2 separate regions of the Sus scrofa genome follow, and region 1 is linked to region 2. Evidence: chromatin contacts called from public HiChIP or PLAC-seq data. All regions are on one chromosome and are shown on one strand. The core of a region is the stretch at or near the end of the contact, and the rest is flanking DNA. Distances in the headings are between cores, read along the strand shown. Region 1 holds the start of ZSWIM6 (zinc finger SWIM domain-containing protein 6). Region 2 holds the start of SMIM15 (small integral membrane protein 15).

The links. HiChIP or PLAC-seq counts read pairs in DNA pulled down with a chosen protein or histone mark.
Region 1: a contact with region 2 is called in an H3K27ac HiChIP or PLAC-seq map of alveolar macrophages. The contact joins the promoter of ZSWIM6 here to the promoter of SMIM15 in region 2. A contact is called at or near these places in 2 of 5 promoter capture datasets (fetal liver and liver), 13 of 47 Hi-C or Micro-C datasets (alveolar macrophages, embryonic fibroblasts, fetal heart ventricle and 7 more) and 2 of 2 datasets of contacts at active chromatin or transcription factors (alveolar macrophages and skeletal muscle).

What each region holds. Positions count from the first base shown.
Region 1 is chr16:40,101,211-40,108,536 of Sscrofa11.1, reverse strand. It overlaps ZSWIM6 (zinc finger SWIM domain-containing protein 6), which reads right to left and starts at 3,038. Exons shown (of 14, transcript XM_021076973.1): 1 at 2,358-3,038. The coding sequence starts at 3,012. It overlaps LOC110257311, which reads right to left and starts at 2,351. Exons shown (of 1, transcript XM_021076974.1): 1 at 1-2,351. The coding sequence starts at 1,914. The coding sequence ends at 1,198.
Region 2 is chr16:39,956,443-39,963,272 of Sscrofa11.1, reverse strand. It overlaps SMIM15 (small integral membrane protein 15), which reads left to right and starts at 4,631. Exons shown (of 3, transcript XM_003133993.5): 1 at 4,631-4,759; 2 at 5,914-6,050. LOC102161888 (a long non-coding RNA gene) reads right to left here and starts at 4,660. Exons shown (of 7, transcript XR_001301840.2): 1 at 4,263-4,660.

The DNA of each region.
Region 1 (7,326 bases), core at 1,789-4,288, 150 kb before region 2:
TTTTCCACAATATGTACAGCACTTGTTTAGCTGTAAGTGTTTCTGAACGGGCGGTAAACCTTCAAGCTATATGAGAAGCATCATACTACTTCATATCAACCACTGCCAACTCCATTCAGTGGCCTTCTTCCCCTCTGGGGACTATTCAAAAAGTTACTATTTTCTTTTACAACTCACCCAGGCCTCTTCACCAATGAAAGCAGGCAAAGCCCACGCTGTGTGTCTGTCTCCTAGAGAAGATTGCATCTTTTATTTATCGTCCCTTGGCTTTATTTTCACAGTGAATTCCTGGCTTAAATGCAATCAGCCAAGAAACCCTCCCTATGTGCTCTTCTGTCATTCCTCATTGCTTGCAAGCAGAGTCAAGCACAGAGAGGGAGGGAGAAAAAAAAAAAAAAAAACTCAACACTGCCAGCCAAGCCATAAAAACTCACAAACTCTAGTTTGTTATACTGAGAAACTATGGATGTGTTTCAATCCATTTCAACCAGGCAGAAAACGAAAGGGGGGGGGGCGGTGATGCGCTGTGTAACATGAAAGAATGTTAATTAGATTTTTTTAAAAAATGGATGGATGGATAACCTCAGAAGTTAAATCCTCCTCTAGATTTAGGAAAGGGTATCTCACCTAGAAAAGGCAACACTGGGGGCTGCCTTAGAAATAAATGACCATGCAGAAAATCACATTTGCAGATTGCATTAGAATTCAAATTAACCAGACAGGATTAAAACAAATCTTAATTCTCTCTTGGGGCCCCTACCCAGACCCCCACCCGACTCCCAAAAAGAAAGATAAAAGGAACTGACTAAGGAAAGAAGATTAAATTAAAAATCAGAGACAGTGACGCTTGCAAATCTCGCCCCATTCATTAGGAAAAATGTTCACCACCACAATCTAAATAGACAGCAATATGAGAGGGAGTAGAAAATACACTGCTTGCAATTAGAACAAAAATATGGGGAAAGGGGAGCTTCACTACAGCATTGTTCTTTTCAGTCCAGCTCAAACACCCATGACTATAGCTTTAAAAAAAAAAAAAAATTGACCAGAAAAACACACTGGAAGGTGGGGGGAGGGGGGAGAACAGAGAAAGCTCTTAAAACTCGGTATTTGAGAAAACTCTCATGGTCTGTCAGAGAAAGGAGGGCTGTGCAGCTTTAAATCACAAGTCCTTCTCTCGCCTTTGTCAAATATCTTCTACTTTACAAGCCCTGAAAAGAAATAGAGACTCTTTTGTTTGGTTTCCCCTTTTCGGAGGTGACAGAAAACTGAAAGGAACACAAATAAACCTGAAAATGAGAACAAAGTGCGAGGTCGTGCCCGGCTGCCAGGCGGTCGCTCCGGGCGGGACGCGGGAGCAGCCTCGGAGCCCCTCCGCCTCGCGCTCCTGCAGCCGCCGGCCGCGAGCCCCGGGCCGTCACTGCTCCCCGCGGCTCGCACGGAGCGCGACCCCCGGCCCCTCGCGCAAAGAGAACTCTGGCGGGAGGAAACCCGGGCATGCCTCGGAAAGGGGAAGAGCCAGCCGCTCCCGGCCCGGCTCGCGCCCTTTAATTCGGGGGGCGTCTTCGGCGGGAGAGATCCCTCAGGAGAGGCGTCCAGCCCGCCGCCCGCGCAGCTCCCACAGGGCAAGGCGCGGAGCGAAGGACATTTAAATCCCGGGGCGACCGGCGGAGCTCGTCCGGGCCAGCCCAGACGCCGCAGCGACCCCTGGAGCGCCACGGCCGCCAGCCCGTCGAAGCCCTGAGAGGAGCGGCCGCCGAGTGGCATTAAAATGTATTTTCCTCCCCTCAAATCGAGGGGGCGGGGAGGGAGGGGGAGAGGAGAAAGAAAGACGCTCAGCGAGCCACAGACAAGGAAAGAGAGGAGAGAGAGCATAGAGCTCGGCCCGGCCGCCCGCTCGGCACCGGCCGGCATTGTCTGTGCGGCCCGCGCCCCCTCCCCCGCCCCGCACGGCCCCGCCACACACACCCTCCGCCGGAGCCCGGCCGTCCGCCGGTGCCTTTGTCCACATTCACCCCCCAAAACAGGCGAGCAGGGCTCCAGGACGTGCTCCGGGGGAGGAGGGGGAGGAATGGAGGGGACCGGGAGCACCCGACACCCACCCCGCCGACCCCGCGGCGGGGCGCGTCCTGCTGATTCATTTCCCACTCGCGCTGGCCCGTCCGGGGAGACAGGGGGCGGGGAGGGGCGGGGAGGAAATGGGCGCTCCACTCAGGAGGACTGTCCGGGCCGGTGAGGGCACCGGGCGGGGTGCGGGCGCGCGCTGCGCTGAGGGGCTGCCCAGAGGGGAGGGGGCGGGCGCCCCCCTGAGGGACTGACCGACGGACAGACGGCCCCCAGACTGCCCCGTGACTCACCGACTTGCAGGACGTTGTCGACGCAGCCGCTTTCCAGCAGCGCGATGCCCCGGCGGAAGGGCAGCCGTGTCTCATCGCCGCCGTCCGCCGACCCGGCGGCCCCCACCGACGGGGCCCCGGCCCCGGCGGCGGCGGCAGCGGCGGCGGCGGCGGCGGCCGAGGTGGCGGCCGGCGAGGACGAGGAGCCGCCGCCGCCCGCGCCGCCCGCGCCGCCGCCGGGGCCGCCGCTGTCGTCGCCGGGGCCGCCCGCGGCGCCGCCGCCGGTGTTGAAGGACGAGTACATGCAGATCTCCCGCTCGCTGCGGGGGAAGGACCAGTAGACGATGCGGCGCTGCACCGGCTCCGGGATGCGCTCAAAGCGCTCCTCCACGCGCTGGAACGGCCACTTCTCAGCCACCTTGCGCGCAGCGATGTCCAGCAGCGACTCGGGGCTCTGGGTCTTGCCCGGTGGCAGCAGCCCCAACGCTGCGCCGCCCCCGCACACCGCTGCCGCCGCACCGCCCGCCCGCGGGCCCGGCCGACAGGCAGAGCTGTAACCGCCACCCGCTCCTCCGCCGCCGCTGCTGGCCCCGCCGCCGCTGCCGCCGCCGCCGCCGCCGCCCGGCCGGCAGCAGAGCCGTTTCGCGGGAGGAGGCTGCTGTCCGCGCTCCGCCATGACCGCGCCGCTTCTAACCCGACAGCGGAAGTGCCGAGACCCTATAAACGGCACAAGGAAGCGCGACACGCACACGCCGCCGCGACGCCACGCTGCCATCTAGGGCCCGCCGCTCCTTGTATGGGCACAAGAGGCGAGGCCTTCTCCATGACGTCCTGGCTGAGGCGGGGCACCGATAGGGGGACCTAGGGCCAGGGGCGGGCCCTATGCAAATCGCTGGGCTGAAACATAAATAGAGCACTCCGCGGACACCAGGGTAGCGGGGGCGGTGGGGTTGGGTGCCGGTGGGGTTGTGAGAATGTCAGGCTGCTGTGACGCGGAGGGGCGGGGCTCTGGCAGGGTTCCCGCGGGAGGGGGCGGGCCGCCAGGCCTGGCCTAAGGTGGGTGGGTCTTTGCGCCCCTAGCCTACTCAACTTACCCCTCCAATTCCCTGCCATCCTTTGATGTCCTGCAAGTGAGGACGCGCCTCGTGGGTCGCAGCGGGGAGGGAAGGGGAGATAGGAGGTGAGTAAGGAGGAGGTGTCCGAGCTAAATGGAGGGCGGGGCCGGCGGGTCGATGCCCCACCCCCCCATCAGAGCCTGCCCGCCGGGGGAAAAGCCTCTGGGCGGAGGAGGCGCTTTCAAAACAAAGAAATGCGGCGTGGAACCCCGGGGACCGGGGTGGAGAGGAAGGCGGAGGAGGTGCGGCTGAAGCTGCCCGGCCGCCCGCTTCCCCTCCAGTCAGACCGGAGGAACTCCCCCCACCCCCAGCCCAGGCTGCGGCGCCGGAGAAAAGGGAGGAGGCTGCGTTCCGCGGCTGTTTTCCAGTTCACTTTTGCAAACCTAGGCGGAGGAGGAGAGCACCAGCCCCGCTGCCCCTCGTGGCTGCAGTGCACCCAGCCCCGAGCTCCAAGTCCGCTCTGTCTCGGCTCCTGAGCCTGCCAAAGTGTCCGATAAAGCGCAGAGCGCTCCGAACCTGCCCAGTAGCAGTGCGACTTGCGTCCGGAGCCAGCCACAGCCGCCCCGCCCTCGCGCTTCCTCAGCCCCGCGGGCGAGGAAGCCGGCCCGCTCGCCGGCGCGGAGCTGGGGAACTTGAACCGGCCCTTGTCGCCCCCGCGGCCGCGCTGCGGATACACCAGTCCATGCCTGAGAGTGATCGGGCTCGTAGTGGAGGGCACCCGGGGGCAGTGGGTTTAGCAAACACACCTTTGTGAGTACAGACACCACGGGCGGGCGCGCGCGCGCGCGCACACACACACACACACACCCTACGGGCCCGAGCGCACAGCCCAGCAACTGCAGACGGCGCGCCCCGGCTGCTCCGCAGCGGACGGCGGCTGCGAGCGCGCTTGGTGCGCACTTGAATCTGGCACGCCTCGGCCCCAGGCGTCGGGCTGAGGGGAGCCCTGGCGCTCGGGATGTGCGCCGCGCTCTCTGCCGCCCCGAGCGGCCCATCCTCCAGGGTAAAGGCAGCGTGCAGGGCGGGCGAACAGAGGACACAGCTTGCTGGGGCCAGGGCCAGGGTAGAAGCGGAGAGTCCCAGGCTGAACCAGGAACGCTACGGACGTTGTTTTTCGCACTCAGCAGAGCTCCGTCGAACCTGGGTCCAAGACACAGACTTAATTATCACGTTAGAGACACCCTTACTCTTTGCCCTGCCTTCTGTTTTTGCTGTAAACCATGTCACTGATACTGTCGCTGTTGTAGAAGATAAACCCTATCTTCTTTGACACTCGCATCTTTTAAGGTTATTGGAGGAGAGCCACCTGCCTCCTCGTTGCTTGGATTTAAAGGGGTAAGAGCGCTCCTGAGTTTTAAAAAATCGTCCACTCAGGGCCGGGCCCCGGAGACCTAGAGCTCCACGTCTTGGTTCTTTCCCTCTTCAGGCCTCACCAAGCCCCAGACTGCAGGTTCCCAGGGGACCTGATGCTGGCCGACTTTCCATAGCTGCCTTACTTGTTAGGAAAATTTTGGTGACATTATGTTTTTGTATATCCATCTGGTATTTTTCTGGGCACCTCCTCAATGCTTAGGAAAAGGCCTGGGCAGAAAACTGGAAGAATATCTTTATGGGCAAAAGGGAGGGGGAAGGTTTTTCCTCCAGTTGTTCCATTTCTGGGTTTCTTGAAAAATAAAAAGATTTTAATTTTTAAAAATATAGGTGATAAAAGAAGAAAGTCGAAAAGTAAAATGTGGCTTCTGTTCTATCCTCAAACAGTAATGACAGGATTTAGGTTTGTGTAATACTGTGTAGATTACCAAGCATATTCATACACATACAGGCAGAACCGCTGAACTGGAAAGTTAAAGATGACAAAATTCATACCTCTAGACAGGATAAGTGACTCATTCAAGATCCTGTGAAGTGTCAGTGGAAGAAATTAATTCATATTGCACAGGAAAGTAGACCTCTTTGGCAGTGCCTAATGTTTAGAGATCTTGATTTTGTATTGAACCAAAGAGACTGTATTTAAGGCATCATCCTACACTGGAGGGATTTCATTCAACTCTCTGTTCAAAGATGAATCCAGAGCCACCAACTCAGCCTAACCCAATTTTCCCTCTCTACTAGTCTCTCTCTCTCTCTTTTTTATTTATTTATTTATTTATTTATTTATGTCTTTTCTGTCTTTTTAGGGCCACACCCACAGCATATGGATTTTCCCAGGCTAGGGGTCTAATTGGAGCTGTTGCGACCAGCCTACACCAGAGCCACAGCAACGCCAGTTCCGAGCCATGTCTGCGACCTACACCACAATGCCAGATCCTTAACCCACTGAGCAAGGCCAGGGATTGAATCCAAAACCTCATGGTTCCTAGTCAGATTCGTTTGTGCTGTACCACGAGGGGAACTCCTCTACTAGTCTTTTATAATGAGACTACTCGCTCTGTCTTGAGCTGTCCTCCTCTCTCTGGTTTTCCTGACACTCTTCTGTCCCTTCAGTGTCTCCATCTCATCTTTCTCTGCCTTATTTTTAGGTTTCTTTTCTGCCAAACTGTTTAATGGACACCCTGCCCTGAAGCTTATAGAGGGGTCCTCTTCTCCATTTTTAGTGGCCTGCCCCTTGGAGAGTTTCCACCCAACCCAACTCACAACCGTGGTCTCTGCTTCAGTTCACTTATTTCTTCCTAGTGGCCAGCACCTTTTACCATTGTCACCTGAAACCCAAAATACCATATTTCCCAGAAACCAGGTTCTCTTACTTCCCCTAGATTGTTATTACTCTTGTCACCTGATCACAGGCCCCCGAGATTTATTCCTCTTCACCTTTGCCTGCAACTCCCATATAGGTTTACTTCCCACATTATCTATCCCAGCCCCTCTCACTCAGTCAGTTATTCTTCCTCTTCACTCTGCACAGCCTCCTCACTGAAATGTCTGTATAACCTTTCCTCCTGCAAATCCTCCTCCACCCAGCTGCTGTGCTTCCTAAAGTGTAATTCTCGTTGTGTCACCCTTCTGCTCATGTCCCTCTAAATGACTCTCTACCACCTACTAGGAAAAGTCCAAATTCAGATATGATCTTGACCAAACCCAAATTTCCAGCCTCATCTTTACTTAAAATCTCACAGAACTTCCAGTTCCTCAACAGGAATTCTATTATGTCCCATCAGGACTTCTCCGTGTTCCTCAGACATCATCCCAACCTTCCCACTCTGCACATTTGTTCAAAACGTTCCTGCTACCTATAACCTCTCTCTCTCTTCCCTTGTGACTTGTCAAATTCCTACCCTTTAAGGACTGGCTCAAATGCCACTTCCTCTGGGAAAATCTACCTGGATATGTGATCTCTCACTCCCCAAGCCCCTCTAACATTTTGGATCTTTCTTGTGACATTTATACCATTTTGCCTAGCATCACAGCTATGTTTACACTTGCTTGAGACATTCATCTTCTCTCTCTTCCCTGGTTAGAAATTCTCAAGGGTTGGGATTACGCCTTAGCCATCTCTGCAGTCCCAAGTGCCTAACACTGCACTGCAAGGCTTCTGTCTCCCCAGAGGTCAGCTGTGCTCACGAGCAAGGGAGAAGTAAGTGACATTATGTGATCTTTGGCTGATACTTTTGCCACATCTCATTTTTGAGATATTTACAATGGGTTTTTTTTTTTCTAGTGTGTAAAGAAATTATTACTAAATTATAATTGCCCTTTTCAAAGAGGCCCCTACCCTAGGGACCACATCAGGGCTAGAGGCCTCTGGTTATGCTCCAATGTTTACCATTAGGCAATGGTAGGAAATCAAAGTACAGAGAGTCTGCAACTTCCCAAATGCAGTGACTCATCATATCGTATCACACCACACCACATCGGCCAGTGTGGTCAGGAGCTAGGCT
Region 2 (6,830 bases), core at 3,382-5,881:
TTTGTTCAAACACTTAACAGTTTTATTTGTAGGTGACAATGCCATATCTTGGATTCAATTATTCAAAACAATATTCTAAGTATTGTGGTAACTGATCTCATACAGCTTACATTCTAGTGGGAAAAAATAAACAATAAATCAGTAAATAAGATGTCAGATGGAATTGCTGTGAAAAAGTAAAAGTGATAGGGTTAGAGAGGGCTTTTGTGAGGAGCTATCACCTGATTTGAAACCTCTAGGAAGTTAGTAACCCTGCCAAGATATGAGAATAATGTTCCAAACAATATTTCGCTAAGGTAAGTTTAACTAATTATTTTGATATATACTTGCATGCTTTTGAATTATATTACTTTTCACTGCTTTCTGTTGAATATTTTTGTTCTTATTTTGAAGACAAATTCTATCTTTAAAAAGCTTTTCATTAGCTCTTTAGTTGGTATATTCCATAAAGTTTAAGATGCCTGCACTCTAATTTAATCAGATATTTCATTATATTAGCTAATTATTTAGTTTGGATGTGCTTTTGCCAAATTACATTTAACAATGGGTGAAAAATAATAATACTTAAAAAAAAAGTCTTTGTGTTACTGGTTAGGTCTAAATGAATTTTGCAGAAAATAATAATTTGGTGAAGCTTTCTTTGTAGGTAAAATACCCTGAAAGCAAACTGGCAGAGTATGACCCACTCAGATGAGGCTGAAAGGGGGTTGGAAGATGGAGTGAATCACTGATAGGCTGGTCTAATAGTAGTGAAAATGCCCAAGAGAGAAATAGAGACTGACAGACAGGTCTCGTATATGGGATGAAGAAGTAAATCCACTGGCAAGGTTGTAGAAAACCTACATCACGCTATCTCTCTGAGACATGCTGCCACCACCTGGGCAAAAGGCAATTTTGAAGAACAGGAAGACTTTAGTTGTAATTAATTAACAACTGTAGGATAAAAAAACATTTTCAATCAGACACAACTTAGAATAGATTTACAAGGAGATCCTGCTGAATAGCATTGAGAACTATGTCCAGACACTCATGTTGCAACAGAACAAAGGGTGGGGAAAAAAATGTAATTGTAATGTATACATGTAAGGATAACTTGATCCCCTTGCTGTACAGTGGGAAAATAAAAATAAATAAATAAATAAATTTAAAATCGTGGACAAAAAAAACAACAAACAAAAAACAAAAAAACATTTTCACTTTATGAAGCCAGAACTTTTGTCTAGTCTTTGGACAATAAAAAAGAGCAGGGGAGTTCCCATTGTGGTGCAGTAGAAAGGAATCCCACTAGTATCTGAGGATGCAGGTTTGATCCCTGGCTTTGCTCAGTGGGTCACTGATCTCGTGTTGCCGTGAGCTGTGGTCTAGGTCACAGATGCAGCTCAGATCCCGCGCTGCTGCAGCCGTGGGCATAGGCCGGCAGCTGTGGGCATAGGCTGGCAGCTGTGGCTCCAATTCGACCCTATCCTGGGAACTTCCATATGCTGCAGGTGCAACCCTAAAAAGCCAAAAACAAAACAAAACAAAACAAAAAAGCAGGGATTTGGGGGGCCAGATCAGTTTAGAATCCTGCTCTACTTAAGTCTCTGGTTTCTTACCTGTAAAATGGGTATAAGAGCTATCACCCTGCAGTTGTTTACCCTCAGGATTAGTGAAAACAGATGCAAAGCATCTAGTCTACTCAAAAAATAGCTTTTAAAAAATTATTATTCTGCAGTATAATCTTCCAAATATCACTAAAACCTGGCTATTACTTTTTTTTTTCTTTACATCTAGAAAGTGGGGGACCAGGAGACACTCTGTTCCACAGAACAAAAGGCACCTAGGCTTTAGCCCACACGCCTTTTATTAAGGAAGGTATGTAGGTGAATGGCTATTACTTTTTAGTAACACAAATGTACCTATTAGGAAATACATCTGCATTGTGTTTTATGGAAGGAAAAAACTCACAAAATAAAACTTAGGGAAGAAACCAATTCCATCAAAATACATCAAATATGTGAAGTGTTACTGCAGGGAAATAAGCACAAAACTTTCAGCAGGTAAGAAAGTTCTCAAAATCTTAAGTCAGGTCTAGATTATTATAATAGAATCTTATTCAGGTTTTATTGATTCACAATTTTGAGTCAGAGTGAAATGTACCATTCAAGAGAAAAAGACTTAAACAACAAATGAAAGACTAGGACTTACTTTCTTAAGAGGAGAAAACTCAGATATTCATAAGGCTCCATTTTCAAAATATAAATGCAATAGAGTAATTGGTGCAGATGGTGCTCATATGCCACAAAGACTTGGTCTTATCCAAAGACAAACCCTCCTTAATAGTGTAAGGTTTAATGTGGATAAAGTTACATAAATAGTAAGATTTTATTTCTTAAAAACAAATACAAGCAGACTTGCCTTGTTTAGAATAACAAGGTACTCTGAAAGACATGTGAGAGAATAGAAACCCAATTAAGTATCTTTCAAATAGAGAATAAGCCCTTAAGAAAACTGGCTAAGATGTTTACACTAAATTTCTTATTCGCTGCTGCTCAAGCATAAGTCAGAAAAAATGGCCAAAACAGATCCAACAAACAGAATTTCCAAGCTCAAAGAACCTCAGAGATAACTTAGTACCTTTCCACATATAAAAGAGGAAACAGGCTTAGAGTTTTAGAATGACTTATCAGATCAGCAGAGACAAGGCCTGTGAATCTCAACTCATAAGCTAAGGCTCCTCACTCTAAAAAGCAGTCTTCAGTATCTGAGCCGATCTTGATGCCATCTTTTATTAAGGCAACGCAGGTAGCAGTAGGGCGCTCAGCTCTGGCAACCCATATGCTATTCCTGGGCTTGCAGGCTGCCTTAGAACTAGAAGCTAGATAAGTAATTAGAGTATGAAAGCCTGGTTTATACTAGAGCCGAAGAGCTACAGAGGATTCCTTCTCATGTGCCTTTTCTTCAGGTCCAAGACTCCTATGCATTTCTTTTTTTTGTTTGTTTTGTTTTTTTGTTTTTTTGCCATTTCTTGGGCCGCTCCCGTGGCATATGGAGTTTCCCAGGCTAGCGGTCAAATCGGAGCTGTAGCTGCCGGCCTACACCAGAGCCACAGCAACGCGGGATCCGAGTCGCATCTGCGACCTACACCACAGCTCACGGCAACGCCAGATCAATAACCCACTAAGCAAGGGCAGGGATCGAACTGAGACCTCATGGTTCCTAGTTGGATTCGTTAACCACTGCGCCACGACGGGAACTCCCTCCTATGCATTTCATATGGGATGCAGCAGAGCAAACTATTGGGAAGGCAGTAATTAGGAAAACTGTCTAACCACAATTAAAATAACACACATATTGGCCTCTGGAGTGAAGGACGTTAAAAATAAATTATGATCCTCTTCTGGAATTACTATTTGAGCAAGTTTTTAAAAAAAAAAAATCACGTAAGATTACCAGCAGCAAGTCAAGTTTTCAATACACAAAATCCAGTGACTGAGTCTGCTTTTTCTGGCTACTACAGGTACAGGCTAGGTCCAAGCAGCACAAGCTTTGAAACCATCATCCAAGTTTTCAAACAAGAATGACTAAGAAAACAACTGCTGCTAATACAACATACAAACATTAACATATGCCCAACGAACAGTATTTTAGATCATTAGATTATTTGCCAAAAGACTGTTCCCTGGTAAATAATAGTTACTGTTGTTATACCTAAACTAGTTATACATGTTACAGCTTGCTCCTCAAAGGGAACATTCTATAGTCTTTGAAGAATAAAAACCTGCTTTATTTGGCACACAAGAGTGAAGAGGTCTTGCAACATTTTAAGAAGTAGTCAAACAGAGCAGTTCAGTGCAAGCGATCACAAAATTTGATCACTAACCAAACCAGAGTTAATCTCTCAGTTCCTGTAGATTAGAAGACAGTATTAACTTACTCTGCTTGTTTACTTTTGCATCCCTTTGTGTATTGTAAGAACAAGTACCTCTGTGGGAACTCTATGCTCAGACAGCTTAACTATTTATCAAGTTTACTTTGGACAAGTATCGATCATTCTTTTGTGAAATGAGTGAGGTTCTTAAAATAAAACCCTTCTTTACACAGCATGGCTGCATTTTCCCTTAGTAAGAAGGTTCAGTGGATCCACCAAGGGCCGGCTGCTGCTTTGTCTCCTCGATGTGAGGCTTTAATATTGTCCAACTAGAAGATGAGAGGGGCAAAGGGTGGAGTGTGAACCAGAGGGACTCGCTAGAATCCTTCAGGAGTCGCTGTGTGACCCTCACCTTGACTCTGGGCGGTTTGTGGGAACCAACTCCTTTCTTGCTGCAGCTCTTTGGTCGGAGTTTTCGGGGGTCACCGATCTCACCCACCGGGGCCCTCAGCCCACGGCCCGGCTCCTGCAAGGGAGCGGCTGTTGCCCCGCTGACTTCGGGGGCAAAAGTAGGGGCCCCTCAGTGCTTCCACACCGGCTCTCGGAGGTCGGAACCCACCCGCGCCTCAGGCAGGGGGCCGCCCCTGTAGGAGGCTCGGGTCTTGGGCCCAGAGCCACAGACCAGCAAGGAGCCGCCGCTGGCCCCACGCGGCCTCACCTGCCACTACCCGGAAGCCGGGCGCCGCCCCGCCCTCCCCGCGTCCTCTAAGTCCGGATCTTGGGACCCACAGAGCAATGGCGCAGCCGGAAACTGGCCCCTCGACTTCCTCAGGCCGGATCCAGGCGAAGGCCGGCCTGTGGGCGGGTCGGGAAAGCCGCCGCTTCCGTCTTCCTGCTTCCGGCCTGGCGGTGAGTGGGGAGCAGGGTTAGGAGCTCAACGTTCCGGGCACGATGTAAGGAGGCTGGTGGTGCCAGCTGCCGAGATCTTGCCCCCATGCCCAGCGGTCGCGGATAGTGCGCCCGCTACGCGAGGTGTGGCGGGGACGACCCTGCATACCCGCGGACTGCCCGCTCTGCGAGCCCCGCTGGGCCCGCGCTCCCAGAGGCGGAGGGTCGGGTGAGCTTGGCCCCAGGGGCGGGCGGCCGGGTTGGATCAGGAAGAGTGAGCGAGGGAGACAAGTTCGGACGGCAGTGAGGTGCCATCAGTTGCATCTTTAGGCCCCGCGCGGGTCTGGTACGGAGAGCAAGTCCGGTTGACCCCTTTCGGAAGGTAGAAGAGTAATATTTATTCCTTAAAGTGTAGAGGAGCAGACGTTTGTGTCGAAATTGAGGGGCACCGAAGTTGCGTGTCCTGTGGACGGTAACTCTTCTCTGTGATAATGGCTAAAACTTTGCTAGAACTAGGTCTTTTACTTCCGCTTTCCTTTTATTGCAGAGTTCTTTTGCTTATTTCTGAGTATTGCATTAGTTAATTCATTAGTGGGCTAGAGAAGCTAAAGAAACATATCAGTAGAGCCTAGTTTAGGTGGGAGCGGACGAATTGGGGGGCAGGGGAAGCTAAGACGGTATCTTAGTCACTTTAATGTGTCTTCAGTTGAAAATACGGAGAAATTGTGATAGGATATAATTAAAGCCAACGATGGTAGTTTTATTTAGGTGATGAGATTGTGGGTGATTTGCTTTACTTATCTCTGATAAAGAACACAAATTGTATAATAGAGAGACAAAAAAAAAAAAAAAAACCTTTAAAGAGTAAGGCAGTATTTGATTTTGCGATTGTATACCTAACCCTGTAAGCAAATAATTGACGTTTTAGTAAATGTTATTGATCTTATGAGTAAAAAATTTTATTGTTGAAATAAGTAATTTAGTAAAATATTTGATCTCTAGTAATTAGGATTTTCTTAGAGGGCATTTGCAATTGTGTAATTATTTCTTTCTCTAAATTAGAAATAGCTATTAAATGTATATAATGTGCCAGGCAATTTTACATGTCATTTATAAGTTGTATAGAATTATAATTATCCTTAAAGATGTGACTTTAATTTTTTTCTTTTATCTAGTCTTTTCAACCCAACCAGGACATAGAATTTAAGCCTTCTCTCCTAAGTGTATGGTAGAACTAAAGACGACAACTAAGGGTCACCTGACATTGTGATTGGCTGATAATCCCAGGACAAAATTACTATTCAAGCATAAGGTAGATGATTTTTTTAATCCCAGGTGAAATTTTAATTGACTGTATACACACCCATTCCTACCCAGATATTCTAATTCTACACTTTGAATAGAGATGACACAAACCTGAAAGGCTGAAAAGCCTCTGAAGCAAAAGAGAAAAATGTCACTCAAATCCATAACATCCGAATTTGCTAGATGATCCTTCCTTACCAACCCCAAATGGAACAAAATGCATGGCACCTGTAATTTTTTCATTTATTAAATGTGTTCTCATTTACTGAATCATGTCCTTAAAGCTGAAAGAGGTCATAAACTAGCATGTCACACCTTTTGCTTATATCTCTTTATATATGAATGGATATTTCTGTGGTTTTCTTTTTTTTTCCATATTGTAATATTCGAAATGCCCAGGAAATATATTTTATTTTATTTTATTTTCCCTCTGTGGTTTTCTTACTCTCTTGTTTCATTCCTGGTCACACCCATCCATTATCTCCCTTTCACCAAGCATTTCACATACTCTGTGCCTTGTTCTTTGCATACACCAAATTTGATGATTGTGCTTTTGTTAATTAGTATTTAATATGTTCTTGCATACACCAAATTTGATGATTGTGCTTTTGTTAATTAGTACTTAATATGTTCTTTGCATACACCAAATTTGATTATTGTACTTTTGTTAATAAGATTGTACTTTTGTTAATTAGTACTAGGACTATGTCAAAAAAAATGACAAACAGAACTCAGCTGTTTTTTGGAATGAGCACATAAAACTCTAGATTCTTATAAAACTCTGCTG